Regions from separate parts of the Rattus norvegicus genome. Here region 1 is linked to region 2. Evidence: chromatin contacts called from public Hi-C data. All regions are on one chromosome and are shown on one strand. Each heading gives the region's core, a stretch centred on a gene start, on an enhancer-like site or on the middle of the called end of the contact. The rest is flanking DNA. Distances are from core to core; before and after follow the strand shown.

Evidence for each region. Hi-C and Micro-C count contacts between places; a contact is called where the count stands out from the background.
Region 1: a contact with region 2 is called in a Hi-C map of frontal cortex, with 1.7 times the contacts expected there. The contact joins the enhancer-like site here to the promoter of Ak5 in region 2. A contact is called at or near these places in 2 of 12 Hi-C or Micro-C datasets (frontal cortex and prefrontal cortex).

What each region holds. Positions count from the first base shown.
Region 1 is chr2:244,319,687-244,326,723 of GRCr8, forward strand. Pigk (phosphatidylinositol glycan anchor biosynthesis, class K) reads left to right here. Exons shown (of 11, transcript NM_001011953.1): 7 at 842-959; 8 at 1,104-1,214; 9 at 3,888-4,060. Among named protein-coding and RNA genes, the nearest start is that of Pigk, 33 kb to the left of the region's middle. Within about 2 kb of position 2,030, at least 9 of the 93 cell types and tissues checked have an H3K27ac peak or open chromatin away from gene starts, as enhancers often do.
Region 2 is chr2:244,237,096-244,243,951 of GRCr8, forward strand. It overlaps Ak5 (adenylate kinase 5), which reads right to left and starts at 4,271. Exons shown (of 14, transcript NM_001108951.1): 1 at 3,937-4,271. The coding sequence starts at 3,996.

The sequences.
Region 1 (7,037 bases), core at 780-3,279, 80 kb after region 2:
GGGTGAAGAAGGGAGACAGGAAGCCAGAGCCATGAGCCTAGGAGGGTTGGGGTGGAAGGTCTTCCTAAGGCTCATTTTACAACACGTGGTTCCCAGCTGTATGAGAGGCTGGGGAGCCCTGGGGACTGTGGCCGAGCTAACAGAAAGAGCACTCGGGTGGACTGTGAGTGTCACGGCAGGATTTTGATCTCGCCAGAGCTTTCAGGTTCTGAACCACAGAGGTGTGAGTATGTCACAAGCTCCTGCCACCACGGATGAAGCTACTCAGCCACTGTGCTTTCCCTCTGATGGGCTGTGGGACTGTTGGTCAAAGCAGACACTGCAAGTTGTCCTGACGGCAGCAGTGGCTTGGATACCGTGTCCGTCCAGTGTGTCCCAGTGCGTCAGCTGTGCTCGCCTCACTCCTGTGATTCTGTGTTCTTTCCTTCCAGTTGTACATAGCTTATGTATGAGATGTGCGTACCAGCCGGATGTATACACGCATCCGTGTTCATGAGTTACATCTCTGCATGTATGTGTGACATGTCCAAGAAAACCTGTGTGCCAGGCGGTTCTTAGCTGTCTGTCAGAGTTCTGAGACACGTGGCAAAGAGAAGAAGGAAAACAAATGACAGCCGCTGCTCGGGAGGGGACCCCTGCCCTGGGAGGAGGCCGCTGCTCGGGAGGGACCCCTGCTCTGGGAGGAGGCCGCTGCTCCTTGTTTGAATGTTGTCATGTGTAGGATTTTTCTTTCAACTTTTAGCTAATGAGACGGCTCAGACTTAGCTTTTTGAATTATTGGAGAAATGTTAGCGTCGTTACAGCACGATCCACCTCACAGCCTTGGGCACTTCTCTTTCAGCTACAACGAGCTGCTGTTCATTATCGACACTTGCCAGGGCGCGTCCATGTATGAGCGGTTTTACTCTCCTAACATCATGGCCTTGGCGAGTAGCCAAGTGGGCGAGGATTCCCTGTCGGTACGTATTCTCCCCTGGTTCTCAAACCACGTGATAGGTTTTATGGACATGCGTGCTAGTCTTAGACGTTGAAAGCAGGACACTGTGTACTGAACCATTCCTTAAGGTGATCTTACTGACGCTGACTCTGCTTCACACTCACAGCACCAGCCCGACCCCGCAATTGGCGTCCACCTTATGGACAGGTACACATTCTATGTCTTGGAATTTTTGGAAGAGATTAATCCAGCTAGCCAAACTAACATGAATGACCTTGTAAGTATCTGTTGATTTGATTACAACACGTGGGCATGCTGACTGTAATGGGGTGCGTGAGGTCTGTTCTTTCCAGGACCCCATGGGTGCTGTCTTAGCATCATGATGTGGCCTTTTAAACTGCTTTTAATTTATCAAAATCATGCTTGTGTGGTGTGCATGTGTGTATGTGAGGCCAGAGGACAACTTGCAGGAGTCAGTGGTTCTGTCCTTCTGCCATGTGGATTTTGGGGGTGGAACTCAGGTTGTCAGGTTTGGTGGCATGTGCCTGTACCTGCTGGGCCATCTTGTTTCCCAGTGTGTCCTTTAGCATGCAGGGGCACAAACTTCAGCCCGGGCAACTTCTGTTCCTGAGGCACTTGACTGTCATTTCGTATTTTTTTCTCTCGCCTACAAGGTGTTTGTTTAAAATGATTGCTTTACCTTTTGAAGTTCCGCACATCCTGAGTGCGTTAAGTCAGGTGATACTCTGCCAGGAAAGCCGCCTGAGCTTTTCTTAAGATGTGTTTTACCTTTTCAGAGCTTCCGTAGAACTTAATTTCTCCTTTTTAACATTTACCACAGACTGATCGAAGGCATTGAGTGAAGTCTTGGTCATTTAATGTGAAGCTCTTGGAAGCGAGTCTTTACCTTACATAGATTTTTGTGGCCTATAATTTTCTGGTATAACTTGGATTGGATTAAAATATCCCATCTCTCCTGTCGATTGTGCCATTCCCTTCACAGAAGCTTGGGATTGTTGTTGAGTTGGCACAGCGAGAAGCTGCAGCCGGTGGTTATGTGATAACGTCGCTCTTTGCGGCTGCTTGCACTGGGTCATTCACCCTCACGCACTGGTCGGGTCCTCTTGCTCAACCCTCTCAGTGCCCGTGTGCTGCTCGCACTGTGGCTGACTGTGCCTGACGCATGGGGCAGACACTGTGTGTTCCTTCCTGGGTGTTAGGAACCCAGTGACCAGGCATATGGCTCTGCCTTCCCCTCACCTCAGCAGCTCTGCACTAGGATCCAATTGAGCAGAACCATTTTGAGTGGGTTTTCAGTATTGAAAGAGTCCTGCCAAATTCCGAGAGCTCCTGCTGTTGGCTGCCAACTACAGTAGGAGTGCTTGCTAGCACCAATTTGAAGATTATGTATTTTGATGCCTGTTAACTCCTGATAGGGACTTGAATATTAAAACAAATTTTTAATAATGCTAATTTCATTTCTAAATAGAAAAAGGCACCATCTTATTTTTCTCCCTTATGAAAACATGCTTTTCCCTCAGACCCTCTGCTATTACAGAACTGGAGAGGGATGAAAAGGATACTCACCCTGAGCACAGCAGCTCCCGTGGCCGTTTGTCTCATGGAGGAATGAGACACACATTTACTCTGAGCCTAAGTAGAACGCAGCATCCCCTGGTTTATAATGCCTTGTTTTATAAGTCGATTCTCAGTGTTTGCAGTGCATGGCATGCCACCTCAAAAGTTTAAAATATGTATTGTTGATGTCTAATGAATTTAAAACATTGAAATTCTATGAGAAGTAATTATTTTAATTGATTATAGTATTATATACATAAAATCTATCAATCATCTGTCATGTATCTATCATATAACCCATCCACCCATCCATCCACATAGCTTACTAATATCTTACCTTGGTTTCTTGCTTGCATTGGAAAATGCATTGATGATTATTTTAGTGTCTTTCAATAAGAATAATCTGTAAGTGCTGGGCGTGGTGGCACACACCCTTAATCCCAGGACTAATGAGACGGAGGCAGGCAGATCTCCGTGAGTTTGACATCAGCTTGGTTTACAGAGTAGATCTGGGACAGCCAGGGCCATGTAGAGAGATCCTGTTTAAGGGACACCCCCTAACCCCAAAAAGGAACAAAAACACTGATCTATAAATGATCAATAAGTATTTATAGGTAAAGCGGTTTGCTATGCCTCTGAGTCATATTGTCTTCTATTGGCTAGAGATGCAGAGTAAAGCTTGCTGAAAGGGACTGTAGTCATAGGACTGTGCTGGGGTCTATAGAGCAAAGTTAGAAGAGCTGGTCACCTGAACATGCACCATGCCATTGGTGACAGCTGTTGCCTGTTTAGAGTCTACACCTCAGGCCCTCTTCAGGGAGGTACTGTGTCAACGTTAGTAAACACTCCCGCTTTTCACAGTGAGTGAGGATGTTCTGTCCTTGGTAATTCACTGTTGAATGTCACGGGAAAATTAACACAGATTTTATTCTGACATCTGTGAGTGCAGAAGTCATGGTTTTCATCTGGGTGTCTTGGAGGTAACTTTGGCTCATTTCCACTGTGGTTAATTAAAGTGGTTAAAGTAAGTTAGTTGGCATAGAACGTGGGACATAGCTTCACGGAAACAGCAAGGGGTATGCTGTAGGCGGCCATACTTGACGTCCCTGGAGTCTCTGGGCCTTTCTGCATATTGGACCACATTTTGCTTACTGCCTGTCATGTCAGAGTTAACCCTTCTGACGGGGTTCTGGCCAGGTTTCTTATAGCATCCTCTCATAGCTGTGGCTTTATTAGAATGTCAGGTACTACAGAGGAACAAGATGCTAGTCTTTAGAAGCCGTGTGTATCTATAGGTTGGCAGACTTACTGGATTTAAAGGTGCTTGTGTATGTGTTTGTCATGGTCCCTACTGTTTTGTTATTATTTTCAGTTTCAAGTGTGTCCCAAAAGCCTCTGTGTGTCTACCCCTGGACATCGTACTGACCTTTTCCAGCGAGATCCTAAAAAGGTCCTGATAACCGATTTCTTCGGAAGCGTGCGGAAGGTGGAAATCACGACAGAGACGATCAGTTTGCAGTGGGATTCACAAGTCGTGGACAGCAGGTAGTTTCTATTTGGGTAGAAGTTTTAGAGACAGATCTAAGGGCAGAGGGTGGCGTTTGTAACTAGTTTTGTTTCTTCGCCATCTTGAGCTCTCCACAACAGTCTGCCATTCAACCCTATTTTGCCGTTGAGACTTTTAGTAATTGGTTAGTGATGGGGGGAAAGGGCACAAGCCAGAGGTCGCTGTGTAGGGCAGTGGTGTCCATGTGTATGTGTGAGAGAGACTGAGGGGAATTGGCTGCAGTTGGGGGTTTGAGATATTTATAATGCTCAGGTTTTTTTTCAGTAATTACTTTTGAAAGGGAAATGCCTGGTGAGGTGAGAGCACGGTTTAGATGACAGGACTTCTGTGGGCACTGTAGCAGTGCATCTTTACCTCAGCACTGCCTGAAGTGTGGGCTGCTCAAACTCCAGCTCCTCGCTGGATCACCAGTGGCAGCGTGCACTATTTCAAGTGTCTATAGTCGCAGTCCTCAATTAACAGAAATAAATTAAATTCTAGGAAAAATCTTTCCTGTGAAGAGCTAGGGAGGATCTCATTTCTTGTTTTAGAATTCAAAGCCTTACTTTATTTTATCTTTTCTTTTCCAATTTCTTATGGCTGTTGGCCTGTGAAACTGTGAAGGCAGCCGATAGGAGCGCTAGAAATAACAATGTCTTCTCCTTTTACACAATAGCTTTGTTTCCCAAGCTGTCGCCTGTCTGTGGGATATGTTCCTCTAGCTGGGCTGCCTTGTCTGCCTCACGGAGACTTGATGTGCCAGGGTAGGGGTTACCCAGGGAGGCCCCCACCCACTCAGAGAAGGGGAAGCAGGCAGGGAGGATTGCGGGAGAGGGTGACCGGGATGGGGGCAATGAGCAGGATGTAAAGTAATATGCAAAAAATAATAGAAAAGAAAAAATGAGAAAAACCACAATAGCTTTAAAATTACCTATGAAAAATTGCCAAACTATACTTTAGTACTTTAATAAACCAAACTGTAATTCAGTACGTTTAGCCATTCATCTCCTAACAGATGAGTTTTATAATTTCCCTTGACCTCAAGCCTAACTCCCCTTTAGCTGCCTGAACACTGATGTAATGTGTCTTAGAGACAAGGGCATTGTTAGGTTTTCGTTCTTATCTCCTGTCTAGACACTGAACTGCATTATAGGGAGGCCGAGGAGGACTGCAGTGACATGGGAGTAGTCTGCTGTATACTCTGGAAGAATGCATTTCTGACTCTTTAGTCTTTTAAATGTATTTGTCTGGAAGCAAAATTCTTAGTGCTGACAATTGTCTCAGTTTATATTTGGGAATAAAATTAAGTTTTGTTTTTTTTTTTTTTAGGTTTTTTTTTTAGATTTATTTATTTTTAATTTTTTAAGTGTTCTTTTAAATTAGATGTATTTCTTTACTTACATTTCAAATGTTATTCCCTTTCCCGGGGAGAGATCTATATCCGGTCCCTTTCGGCATGCATTTTTCAGCTTCATCAATAAAATTAAGTTTTACAGCTGCACACCAAGGCCTGTTGTCTTAGAGCGCCCTCTAGTGTTTGCAAATACATTTTATTTAGGAAATTGCCATTCACTTGGTGATACTATGATGACTGGTATAAACAGAGTGTGAGTAGGTAGTGTTATGCCCTGGTGTCCCTCTGACTATTTGAAGGTTCATCTAGGAAGACTGCACTCAAGAATTAGATGTCCTGTGCAACATGGCGAGATCGCTCTCAGAAGCATTGCTCATTCCTTTAATCAGTCATCATGAGAAGTTCATTTCTATCTGATCTAGGAGCTTTTACATGTATGAACAGGTGTTATCTCATGTGTGCAGGTGCTGTTCACATGTATGAACAGGTGTTGTCTCGTGTGTGCAGGTGCTGTTCACATGCAGATATGAATGACAGTTTATATAGAGAAAAGTTATCCACCAAAAATACATACCACAGAACACATTTTGTGAAGGTAATTTTTGGTTACCTGTTATTTATTGTTTCAGATCTTAGGCCAGCCGTATTAATATAGTCTTACTAAAAATACTAGTTACATTTTAAAAAACATTCTCACGCAATGGAAACAATGCAGTATATTGGTTCAGATGGGCTGTTTTATATTTTTGTGCAGTAACTTAACACTTAGTATCTTAATCATGTAGAATGAAACTGTTGGTATGTAACACCAACTGAAGCAGCTGTAGGAAACAGAACTCTTAGGTGTTTTCTGGAACTTAGGCAAGCCCCGGTGAGCAGAAGAGTACAGATTGCTCCTTGACTCGGTTAATTCCTCCACACAACTAGTATGTTGATCAGAGCTTTATGTTTTCATTAAAAAGGGACATTGTAGTCGAACAGTGTGGCATGTTCCATTTATCCCAATATTTAGGAGGTAGAGGCAGGTGGATTTCTAAGTTTAAGGCCAACTTGGTCTACAGAGTCGGTTCCAGGACAGCCAGAGCTCCACAGAGAAACCTTGTCTCGAAAAAACAAACAAAACAACACAACAAAAAGATACATTGTATGAAACCTTCAAAGAATAAAAATATCTTTAAACAAAGGATAATTGGCTTAAATAGAATGCCTTTTAATGTACATTTCAGAATTCTGACAAATATATACAGTTGAGTAACCATTTCAGTCTGTCCTGTCAAGGACTTTATGACTAAACTCTCACCAGTGTAATTGGATGCCCTGTTTGCTGCGTCCACAGTTTGCTGTGTACATGGATAGACCAACATGTCCACGGAGCACGGCTTGCAGCGCTCTGTGAATGTGGCCTCTGCCCCTTGGGTAGTTTACATTGGTGTTGGTGTCTCAGCAGCACCTTGGCCTCGGAAGTAGACTTTGGCTGCTTATCCTACAAATTGTCCCTTTACTAACTGAGGCCATTTCTCCCCACTGCAGATTTTAGAAATAATTTAGAAAAAAATGTCGTGAGTATGTACACACACATGTTAGGATTTCTTTTAATATGAGCAATATCTGAGTGTGGCAGT
Region 2 (6,856 bases), core at 3,021-5,520:
ATTCTAGCTCCAGGGCACCTGACACCTTTGACCTCCACAGGCGCCGTACAAACCCAAACATGCAAGATGACACATGTGCACACATGCCCCCCCCACACAATTAAAAATAGTAAAAACAAATATAAAATTTTGATGTCAGATTTTAAAATGCTAATTGGTATGCAATAAATCTCTACAGTATTTATAAGATTATAGAGGGAAGAATATGGTCTGACTTGTCTTTAATTCATGATACCTTGTAAAGCAAGAGGTCCACGTGCTCACAGATAATAAGCACTTAGAGGAACCAGGACTGTCAACCACACAGGCTTCGTTCTTTGGTGGAAGAACCGATAGCTGCTCACCCGGAAGGTTGGAGCGGACACTGCTTGTTAATCTGGTGATGTTTTGCTAGTCTTTGGTGCTAGCCTTCACCAGAATCCCCTGGAATCCTGAGCAGCGTTTCTCAGTCAATAGAATACGTCCTTATTATAAACCCCTCCTCCCTGGGTCCTTTTGAGCACTGCTTCTCAGCCAATAGGATGCATTCTGTATGTAAACGTCACAGGTGCTTTGCTAAGGAGGTGTACTTTGCAAAGGAGTTCAGGGGTAGCCATGCCTGAAGCTTTGTTGTGATAACTGTCATGGGGAAACTTTTCTCCAAGTTTTATTGTGTTAAATGTGTAAAAAACAAACCACTTGGCATCGGGCTCCAGAAGTTTGAATCAGCACTGGCTAAGTCGCGCTGAACCTGAGTTTCCCTGTCTTAGCTCCCTCTGACCGTGTTCCTGCCAGCCACTGTATTAGCAGGGACCCCTCAGGTGCCTGGTGTGTGTAACTAATGGAGACAAGCACATGCCAGTTCCCACAGATTCTACACCTTTGCAAACGTCGACTCCTGGAAACTGGTCCGAAGTGCAAAATATTTTCCTTTAGAGTGTTTCGTGGAAAAAGCATACATTATTATTCCCACCTGCACATTACTAATGTATAAAGCACTCACCCTTCAGAATGTTAACAAACCCTAACATAGCTTTTAATTTTTAAACCAGTATTTTCCACCACCACCACCACCCCCAGGCCTTTGGTGCCTTTGCTTTCTAAAATCCTGAATGGGGTGGGTTTGGCTTCATCAGATGAGATCATCTGCTGAGGGGCAGAGGAAGTGTCATCCAATTCTGTGAGGCAGGTTAGCGTCCACACTCCTGTTACTCTGTGGGCCAGAACCAACTGCATCAACACGTGAGGACTTGTCTCTCACGTGAACTCTTGTGTGTGCACTCACATATACTCTCAACCCTGTGGGCTTCACTACCTCTACTTTTGGGTCAGCAAATCTTGTTTCCCGGATATCAGTGGGTTTCTCAAGCGTAATTACCCAGATGGCCTCAGGGTCAGGACTCCAAGCCAGCTTCTCACATAATCTTTCTTGTACACTTTATGAAAACATGGAATGGAGTGAAAGAAAATACCAGATTCTCTGAACCTCGTATATAATCCAAGCACGACATTAATACTTAAAATCCAGGTCTGTTAATTATGTCTTTTCCTAAAGGTTAAGGTGGGTGGGTATATGCAGTAAAAGTTTTCCGAGTGGGAGACAGACATTTCGAGTTTCTCCAAACAAAACTAGTTCCCCAAAGGGCACTGATTTTTAAAGGGAGCAGTGAGCCTCACTCTTTCATTGATAATTCAAGTCCTTTTCCCTAAAAGCCAGCAGCATCCCAGGACTGAATCTAAGTGGTAGATGCTATTTCTTCGTCTCTGAGTTAGTCCTCTGAAAATGTAAATAATCTAATTAGACTTTTGATAGCATTCAACTAATTGCAACTCTTGGCTCTAAGGTCTGAGACCAATTACATATTACAATTTGTCATGTTACAAAGCTGCCACGAATTAGGAACACAACAGAACCAGCTGGAAGTGTTTCGTTTTTTAATTTATTTCTAAAGATGGAGTACTTTTCAACCACAAACCTAGCAGATATTTTATATCACCCAGAGAAATCTGAGAAGTTCCTTTACTTCCGTAGGTTTCGGTGATACACAGAATCAGTCGTCTGTTCCCATGATCTGTAATGACATGTGCTGCTATCTGTCATGTAGTAATGGTATGTGCTATGTAACTGTCTGGGGCTTTGGCAGGCACCTGGTTAAACTTTATATACTCAGAACGGTGTGAATTCTGGCACAGGAAACCCATTTTAGAAACCTGAGGTGTTTGATTTTTGAAGTCTGTACTCGTTACATGGACAATCAGGTCCTGCTTCCCTCTGAGCAACACACAGTGGGTCTCACCGTTTGAATGGAACCTAGAAGTCTCCTGGTCCTGTCTGGCTCTTGGCTGTCCTGAACCCAGTTTCTCCAGTATACTGCATTAGTGCCTCTCAGGTAAGCAAGCTGACACACTTTTGAGAGTGCGAACTATTTGGAGACATCCCATTCATATGCAGAAACGCCAATGAAAAGCTTGAAGCCTAAGCAGCTACCTACCTACCACAGCTCATTAGCACACACCTTACCGAGTTCTGTGAAAGGCCACCCTGGCTGTCACCTGGCACCAAGGGAGAGAAACAGTTCCCACAGTTTGCAGTCAGGCGTCTCTGCCAGGGATTATCTATCATTCTTTTAGAAGCGTAGAAATAAAATCGGGTTCACTCTTAACACTTATAATTTTTTTAAAAAAAAATCAGCTATTCATGTCCACATTTACAAAAAACCCAGCAAAAAACAAACAAAAAAAACCTCTCGAAGCACTGTAATTATGGCATTCTGTGTTCAGTAAACATAGTTGGGGGGTATTGCAAAAATTATTCTCTTAACGGCTGCACTTTCCTTTTAAGAGAACAGATCCCCTAAACGGGAGAAAGAACACTGCGTGGCCTTTAGTTTATTATATTATTATATTATTCTACCACTTCCTTTAGAACGGGAGGCCAGGTTTTCCAGGACTCATCCTATGAAGCTTGGATTGGTATCGTTCTTTTTTGAATTTTATTTTGTTTTATAACCTAAGCGAAAGCACTTCGGATTTAGGGTGTTTTTAGATGGAATGTGGAGAGAATAATAGGAAGCAGGACTTCTCTCTGGGAAGCCGGCTGTGGCTTGAGCAAGGTGCCTTTAGCTCATTCCCCAAGCCTCCTTTCTCACGTTCTTTGAGAGTTACCGCATCCCGGGTCCCCGGTGCGGATGCTGCTGCTACGCCCAGCAGAGGCCAGCAACAGGAGTCACGCCTGTCTGGCCTCTCCCAGTCAAACCCAGTCTGTGTAGGTAGGCGGGAGGGAGGGTTGGGGCTGGAGGCTGCGGCCCGGAGGAAAGCCTGAAGAGCCTTTCAAGCAACCAGCAAATGCGCTCAGGAGTTCATTGACTGGCGGAGCAGAGCTTCATCGACCCAGGAGATAGCTGCACTTGATCGGCTGCGCTGTGTGTGTGTGTATATGCCTGTGTGGTTTTCTCGCTCCCTCTCCATCTTCATCCCTCTCCTCAGCCATCCCCCGGGAGAGTCGCTTCGTCCATGCTTTTCCCTCCCCTGCAGGGGGTCCCAACGCTTGGCGCCTGGAATGTTTAGATCTCTGGAACCTTCAGTTTCTTGTCCTGGGTCCGTGTGGGCGACAGTGCTCTCACCTGGCTTGACCCTCAGCCCCAGAGAGTGCGGCCAGGCCACGGTCTGCTGTCCACTCTGGGAGCCCATCTCGGGGAGATGCTCTGGGGGCAGCCTGCACCCAGAACCCAGCTTGAAGAGGGAAACTTGATCCCAAGATACAGATTTCGAAGCCTGCATTTGAAAGGGACCCTAGCGACCCGCGCGAAAGGCTACTTGACAGGGGCGAGGGTACAGCGAGCTTCTGTGAGTGCCTTCATTAGGTACTCCGCACTGGAAGGTGCGGCCGAGCGCTGGCCCTCTGAGCCCTGGGGACGGTCACTGGGGATCTATCGGCCACCCCAACCAACCTCTTACCTCGAAAAGCTGAGGAATGTCCCTCCGGGCCAGGTACTCCTTGGCTTCGTTGGTGTTCATGGCTGTGCGCGTGCAGTGGGAAGCAGAAGGGGAGGCTCCCGAGGTTGGGGTTGACGGGCGCAGCCCTCACTTGGATGCGCTCAGGCCAGGGTCCCCTCGGCGACTCCCGGGCAGCTGTGCCGTCCGCGCTCCAGTCGCCCCCGCGTCCGCGCCGGTCCCCGTGCCAGCCAGCAGCGAGCAGCGGCGGCTTCCCGGGCGCAGGCAGCGCGAGCGCCAGGGGAGGGGCGCGGAGGAGGACCACGAGGCCGACGCCACCAGCCGCCGCCTCCCGGCTCTGCGCGCTCGGCCCGCGCCTCCAGAGCTTGCTGCGGCGGCCGCCAGTCACGCTGCGCGGGCGGACGCGGGACGCGGGGCGCGGGGGTGGGGACACGCGGGCTGCAGTCACTCCCCAGCCCGCAAAACGGTCAGGGCATCTAGGACCGGGCGATTGGAACTGGATACATTTTCACTTCTACACACCACACACACGCATACACACACACACACACACACACACACACCACATATACACACATATCTCACACACACACACCACAGACAGACAGACAAACACACACACACATACACACACACGCAGGCATACATACACACACTATACAGACACACACATATCATACACCCCTCACACACACACCACAGACAGATAGACACAGCACACACACACACACACACACACACACACACACACACCATTTACCATGAGATCCATTAGGAGCTCTTCTGGGGGTCGGGGGAAACCCAAGTCAGAGAATTCATATATTCTTAAAGTTAAGGTCTTTCGGGGCTGGGGATTTAGCTCAGTGGTAGAGCGCTTCGGGGCTGGGGATTTAGCTCAGTGGTAGAGCGCTTACCTAGGAAGCGCAAGGCCCTGGGTTCGGTCCCCAGCTCCGAAAAAAAGAACCAAAAAAAAAAAAAAAAAAAAAAAAGTTAAGGTCTTTCAGTGACAGGGAGTTGGGAGTGGGGAAGGAGGAAGCGTTCTGTTGGGTCTTTTTACATTTGAGTCCTTAAGGAAAGTTGGGCCAACTGGTTTCACATTTCCTTAAACCTTTGAGTAGAAGTCCTGAAATCCTTAGCACAAAACTTAGTGAGTAGTCAAAGAATCACTTCTGCCCAGAGGCACTGAAGGAAGAGAGGACTAAGTGGGGGGGAGCTGGGGTCTGCTTAAAACTGGAAAGGGCTGGATGAGTGGAGTGAGTTGATCTCAGATTAGAGGATCATGTGGTCCCTGGCCCAAGGGCCATCAGAACCCCCTAATAAAAGACAGCTGGCGAGGCACACTGGTGCCTCCCCAGTTGCAGATCACTACCAAGGTGCACCCATCCTCCCCACAGCTACCAAGATGACTCATTCCCCACACAAGATGTCTTTTCACTACCTCTTTGAGAGATGCTCTGGGTGTCCTGAGAATGTGATCTCTAACTGCTTGCAAGGGCCCACTCTGGAGAGGGTATGTGGGAGAAAGGAACAAAGGCTACAGACTCCTGGGTCTGCGGTCTGGCGGGAAGCACACTAAATACTTCAGATTAATAACTCACCATCTGAATGTCTGTTTCAAGATCTATCACCATCTGAATGACTGTTTCAAGATCTATCACCATCTGAATGACTGTTTCAAGATCTATCACCATCTGAATGACTGTTTCAAGATCTATCACCATCTGAATGTCTGTTTCAAGATCTATCACCATCTGAATGTCTGTTTCAAGATCTATCACCATCTGAATGTCTGTTTCAAGATCGATTCTTGGACCTATTTCTTGGTCCACATCATCCTCTGTTGCTCAGGCCCAAGGATGGATACAGCTTTGTTTGACCAGAGGGAGGGAGCTCAAATTCTAATTAGTCCTATTTTGTGAATTAAATAAAATTTGTGAACATTTGTGAAGCCACGTGCCATAACAGTGTGTCGTGTGGTAACCTTGATAGAGGCCATTTTCAGTTCTGAGGACATAGGCTTCCTCTGTGAGAATATGTCTCTATTTATGTTTCTTTAGCTTAGTTGACAGCAGGCTCTGGAGGGAGCCAAAGCCATTTTTTGCCCTGTGAAACCACCGTCCTGGAAAATCCTAGGGTCTGGTGGCTTAGTAGACGTAGAAGCACAGGGGACTGAAGCGGTCAGTTCCTGTAGGTCTTCTTAGGGTCCTTCTTCCCTTGGTTCTGTTCCTGGTGTTATGGTTTGTCTTGTTCTGAGGTGATACATGAGTCTTAGCGTCTTTAGTAAATCCAGCAAGTGACAGCAGAGGCCCAGCAGAGAAGGGTCAGAGAAAACATACTGTAGTTAGCTTGAAAACAGATGTAGCAAGTTTTCATTAGCCTTGGAGAATGACAGCCGGTGCTCTCTGGCATATCCCAGAGTAGAGAGGTGCAGCCTCATAGGGCCGGAGCCTATGCAGAAAGTACAGGCTTCAAAAGCAGGGCTGATGGTTGGAAGAGAGCAGGAACAAGATCACAAGTACATCCTGGCCTAACCCATGCTGCCTTACCAGCTCTGTGATGATTCTAAGGCTGGCATGGAAAAGGCTTGAAGCCCCTCGCACTGCGGGGACACATTCCTACAAGCTCAAAGGAACGATGATGCTCTCCATATCTGCTTCTTTGGGAACAATTAGCACATCTCGACATTTCCCTACCTTATGTTCAGGTAAGTAGGTCATGCCCAAATATGTTTAAACAAAGATTTATGATTTTTGGCTCTATATTAAATACAAATGAAATTGTCCTCATCCTCTTCAAAATCTTTTGGTACGGCTTTAATTTTTACAGTTTTTGAAAATGCTTAACGTTTTGAAGGTATAAGGAGTTGGGACATCTGAGGGGAAATGAATAAAATTGTCTCTTGTGGTCACATCTTGGGAGACTA